2 separate regions of the Rattus norvegicus genome follow, and region 2 is linked to region 1. A link is a contact called in public Hi-C data. All regions are on one chromosome and are shown on one strand. Each heading gives the region's core, a stretch centred on a gene start, on an enhancer-like site or on the middle of the called end of the contact. The rest is flanking DNA. Distances are from core to core; before and after follow the strand shown.

Region 1 (2,700 bases), core at 39-2,538:
CTGGACATTTAAAGTGAGCAAGTTCATCACTGCAGCGTTTGACTCTCACACTGTATGCGCACAGCACACGGAGCAGAGCACGGCGTGCACGCAGCAGCCACAGGACAATTCCCAAGAGTTGCTTTTCTCCTTCCACCAGGTGAGTCCTGGGGACAGAACTCAGGCTGTCACCTTGGTGGCAACCGCTTCTTCCCACTGAGTCATCTTGTTGGCTCTGGTTCTTTTAGCCTCAAAGCTCAATGTTGGACAAAGTTCTTTTTTTCAAATTGTCTTTCAACCAAAACTTTTCTGTGCTTTGCAGTTCCTTCTCTCCTCCACTCCATGTATGAAATATTCTATTTCAGACCCCAGAACCACATCCTGACAAACTGAGGCCATGAGCAGCAAAGTTAAGTGGTCACTGCAGTAGTTAACGTAAGGTTTTCCCCAGAACTCAGCGACTTTGGTTGTAGTCTCCTGAACCAATCCTGAGTGTGTACACACAAGTATACTTGTCCTTTCTTGGGATTCTACTCTGTGATAACTCAGGTGCTAAGAAGCTTGGGGAGATAAGAACCCACACGGGCCTGTAGGGACTACGCAGTGTAGTGTGTGAGGACGTTGGGAGTGCAAAGGGAACATGTAGACAGCTCTGCTAAGCATAGCAAGCTGGAGCTTCTAGACTCTGTTCACAAGAAGGGCCTCAGTTTAAACTCTGACTCCAATGTCTAAAAAGCATGCTGGTGCAAGGAAAGCAGAAGCGCGTTACCTTCCACCGCGCCCGACCCGTCTTCGTGCAAATCCAAGACACCTCTGGGGTACGGTGAGAGTAGTTAAGCAATATCTATATCGCACATCCCCCAGGCCTCCATCTTTAGGGCTAGTCCAGGGCCAGTTGCCAGTTTGGTCTAAATGAGGCTAAAAAAAAAATCCAAATTATTGTATTTTGTCAGTCTGTCTGCTGTTTGTTGTTTACAGAAAGTCTGACACTTACAGCATAGTACTGACAGCCTGCTTTCCTACGGAAAGCGAAAGGGCCATCAGGGTCATTCTCTTCCTCAGCTTCTGAAGAGCCAGACAAAACCTTGAAATAAAGCAACGAGAGGTCAAACATGCGGGTTCTATGTTCCTCTTCTGTGTGCAGAGAGCTGGTCTTCTGTTTACCTGTGACAGAGGCTCTTCATCTGAGCTGGGGAAGTCGTACTGGTTTAAGTCTTTAGCACTGAAGCCTGGCAGTGCAGCAGGACTTGGCTGCTGGGGTGCGGCAGCAGACGACGGTAAGACTTTGGGCTTCTTTTCATATTTGCGCTTCGGCCGAATAAGATCAGCCTTATCTTGCTGCAACACAGACACGAGTCGGTCACACAGCGAAAGCACACCCCACAACTGCAACCTCTTAACAGCTTGAGTTAATTATTACTTGGGGAGCCAAGTGCTTGAACTATTAAAAGAGGCTCAGGCAACCCTCTGGTGGCCCCCCTACCCTCAGAGGGTCAGTCTCAGTTTCCCCTAATAATCTACATTTGCTCTGTTCAAAACAAACATTTGCTTAAAAGACTTAAAAGTGTATGTGTATGTGCAGGTGTCTTCAAAAGCCAGAGACTGTCAGACCCCCTGGAACTGGAATTACAGAACTGTATGCCATCTCACGTAGGTGCTGGCAACTCAACTGCACCCAGGTCCTCTGCAGGAACAATGGGCACTCCTAACTGCTCACCCAGCTCTCCAGCCAGACAACAAAACAGTTTGAATGAAAATTTAAATAAGAAAATGTTCAAAACAGCAGGCCTATTCCACTAATGACTCTGTCTTGACTTAGAAGGATTTAAGGTAAACCAGAACCACATGCATGGCTCATGTCTCTGGAACATACAGACGAACAATGAATGTTGTACAATTAGAATCCGAGTTAAATCCCAAAATATAAAAATCAAAGTAACACCTTTGAAGTGATTTGTAAGGCCATATATTTCAGACAGGTGGACAATAGACTTCAATATAAAAACAAGGAAAACTGTACTATGCAGGACTGGAAATTATGAGCACACAAGTATTTGGAACATGGCCTTTAGCATTTTTTTTTTTTTTTTTTTTTTTTTTGGCAGAGGTAATTGGATAGAGGTGTTTCACTGAGTAGCCTTGGCTAGCCTGAAACTCACTATGTAGACCAGGCTGTGTCTCAACCTCAAGAGATCTGCCAGGCACAGCTTCTGCTGGGATTAATAGCCACCATTTGTGATTACCAAAGAGAATACTTCTATTTATCTGTTCAACAGTTCAATACTTCAAAACCAACATGTTTGAAATAGTCTTGGTCAGTGCTCTGATAGGGAAAAAGTCTATGCTGCAGAAACCACCATTCCAAATGGTACGGTAAATTATACACCAAATTATAAAAAAAAAAAAAAATCACAGACACAAAATATTAAACAGAACAGGTTAGATAATAAATGATTAGCAGATCACATTATTTCCTCAATTGAAATGGAATGCTAAGTCTGAGTTAAATGATACATGTTAGGTCACAAGTATATGAAAACCTTCCCTGCTAAGGTGCATTTATCAGAAAGGCACACTGCCGGCTCTCTCTTATTCCCCTGGTTTTCTCCTTACTAATTTTATTTCCCCCTCACCAATTTTACTCTTCACAAATTAGGACATATCAACTTGTCAAAGTATTTCCACTTCTGCCCACGTTACCAGCCGTTGACAAGACCCGCC
Region 2 (2,700 bases), core at 51-2,550, 34 kb after region 1:
CCTGTCCTGTCTGATAATAGAAACAAATGGTTATGCCAGTCATACTTATGGATCTGCACTGTAAGTGACAGGAGTGTAGTGATGAAGCCTAGTCGTTAAGAAACTTGTCTCATAGCAATCACATGGCAAAACCAGCATCTTGATAGAACTTGGAAGTGCAATAGGAACAAACACAGCCTTGGGCTAGACTGGCTAGCAATGCATGAATAAGTTAACCAACCTAGTCAGAAATAATAGACATTAAAATCCACTGCTAATGGTAGCTGGAGCTCAGACTCCTGTAGTAAAAGACTGTAGCAACCAATTTATATAAAACAGAAGCGTCAGCAGCAATTGTGGCAGCCTGTGACTCTCAGTCGCATAATGTACAACCAAGGAAGGGACCATTAGTAAACTCAGCAGGGGAATGGTCGAGAAATGCTTTAACAATGGAAATAAAGAAGACCCTGAAGCCTTCAGAAGTACAGAGAAACAGGCCAGATGACAAAAGCCCAGAGCATCTGTCCTCGTTAGCATTTCTCTGCTGTGATGAAACACCAGAAGCAAGTTGGGGAGCAGAGAGTTTCTTTGGCGTATACTTTCCCATCATAGAGTCTATCGCTGAAGAAAGTCAGGACGGGGCATGTGGAAGCAAAAGCTGATGCACGACAGAGTGCTGCTTATTGGCTTACTCCTCATGGCTGGCTCAGTCTGCTTCCTTTTTTTGAAAAAATAAGAAAGACAAACCCCAGGACCACCAGCTCACGAACAGTCCCATCCACAGTGGTCTGGGTCCTCTCCTACTAATAAAGTGCCTTACAGCTAGATCTTAAGGAAGCATTTTCTCAACTGAGGTCCCTCCTTTCAGATATCTCTAGCTTGTGTCAAGTTGACATAAAACTAGCCAGCACAGCATCACACATCACTTCAAAACCAGCAGCAACAGTTTTCCTGTCTTCAAAGAACTGACTTCTGAATAGAGGAGGCAGCAACTAGAATTTTGGAAAGCTTAGTTAGGAACTTTACAGCTGAGTGAGACGTAGTCTCTTAAACTAGGGAAGTGGCATAGCAGTGGGAATGACAATAACCATTTTTAAAAGTGTATTAGCATTCTTTGTATGATGTGTGTGTACGTGGGTGGCTCCTTCCATTTTCCTATGGGTTCTGGCGATTGCATGCAGGTCATCAGGCACTCGTGGCAAGCACTTGTGCCTGCTAGAACATTAGGAATTTTTAGGAAGTTCCTTTAGACACATGGTATTGGCAATGTTTGTTAGCCTGGCAGACTCGTCCAATTAAATCCTCGACTTCTTGCCAGACTAACCTTTCCACTGGGACTTACCAAAGCTGAACATGTACACTCAGTGAAAGGGTGGTTTAACACCAGTCTGTTTAGCTGAGTAAGAAAGAGCTCATGTCAAGACATCTCTAATAAAGTCTAGTAATTCTCTTTATAAAACTGTGCCATGTGCCTATAACTCCAGCACTGAGGACGGTAAGGCTGGGAAGACCAGAGAGTTCATGGCCCGCCAGGGTTACAAAGTTTGACCATGTACAAACAGAACCAAACAAAGGCTATGGGACAAACACATCAAATGAAAGTGTATTTACAAAGCTGATTCTTTAATATTTCCTGATATACAGGAGAAAAAAAACCTTTTATTTTAGTGCAAATGTATTACAAGGAAAACTTCACAAAAGTCAGGAAACTTAAACAAATTTCTCAGTGTGTGTCCCACTGCCAGGTGGCAGATGGGAGCGTTACTGCAGGTAGCAAAAGCATTTGCCATCAATCTTTATTTCCAGATCAAAGAGATAAAAATGGATGCAAAAATTTTTAATTCAAGTAGGAAATTAATTTTGAGAATTAGAGCAACGTGACTTTTCAGGAACTTCAACTTGGCTTATTTTCATTATGGAAGGAACATAACTGCTGTAAACTAAAATAATTACTTCTCATCTTTAAAACTGGGAGTTTAAGAACAGACCTCTATGTAATTTATCACCTGAGTTTTAAGCACTATGAGGGATAAGCCATGTGTGCAGACAGCATAGTATCAGCATCGCATTCTGAGAACACATTTTCAAAAGTGCAAGTTGGCACACTGAACACAGGACTTCACAGGTTATACTTCAAGAGAGTTCATGACACTCTCATGTCCTCCATATAACCCATATCTTATATTTTTGGTTGTGAGCCTAGCCTTTAACGGCTGAGCCATCTCTCCAGCCCATAACCCATATCTTAAAGTCTACTTTTAGTTTTACTCTCAAAACGCCAATGATAGGTGTCATTTAGAATATGATGTTGGTGAATGCTTAAGTTCCCCAGAACTTTTTTTGTTTGTTTTTGTTTTTGAGATAGGGTTGAAACCCTATGTGGCTTTGGTTGCCCCAGAACTCACTTTGTAAAAGAGGTTGGTCTTGAACTCACAGAACTCCACCTGCCTCTGCCTCCTGAGTGCTGGGACTAGAGGTATGAGCTACCACACCTGGCTCCCAAAACTATTTAAACATTCATTTAAGAAACATTTGTTACCTTAATATTAAGTTCTTTCTTTTTTTTTTTTTCGGAGCAGAGGACAGAACCCAGGGCCTTGCGCTTGCCTAGTAAGCGCTCTACCACTGAGCTAAATCCCTAACCCAATATTAAGTTCTTAAAGATGATGCTTTCTGCCTGGGTAAAGGGAAAAGGGCCTGTGGCAGCTAACCTTCAAGACT

The links. A called contact is a pair of places that touch in the nucleus more often than the background predicts.
Region 2: a contact with region 1 is called in a Hi-C map of liver, with 3 times the contacts expected there. The contact joins two enhancer-like sites. A contact is called at or near these places in 9 of 12 Hi-C or Micro-C datasets (the A7r5 cell line, frontal cortex, hepatocytes and 4 more).

What each region holds. Positions count from the first base shown.
Region 1 is chr17:59,211,548-59,214,247 of GRCr8, forward strand. Epc1 (enhancer of polycomb homolog 1) reads right to left here. Exons shown (of 14, transcript NM_001309462.1): 7 at 1,144-1,317; 8 at 974-1,063; 9 at 749-897. Among named protein-coding and RNA genes, the nearest start is that of Epc1, 77 kb to the right of the region's middle. Within about 2 kb of position 1,289, at least 1 of the 93 cell types and tissues checked has an H3K27ac peak or open chromatin away from gene starts, as enhancers often do. A contact at or near this core is called in liver, where this site is marked.
Region 2 is chr17:59,245,066-59,247,765 of GRCr8, forward strand. All of the region lies in intron 1 of Epc1 (enhancer of polycomb homolog 1), which reads right to left. Among named protein-coding and RNA genes, the nearest start is that of Epc1, 43 kb to the right of the region's middle. Within about 2 kb of position 1,301, at least 1 of the 93 cell types and tissues checked has an H3K27ac peak or open chromatin away from gene starts, as enhancers often do. A contact at or near this core is called in liver, where this site is marked.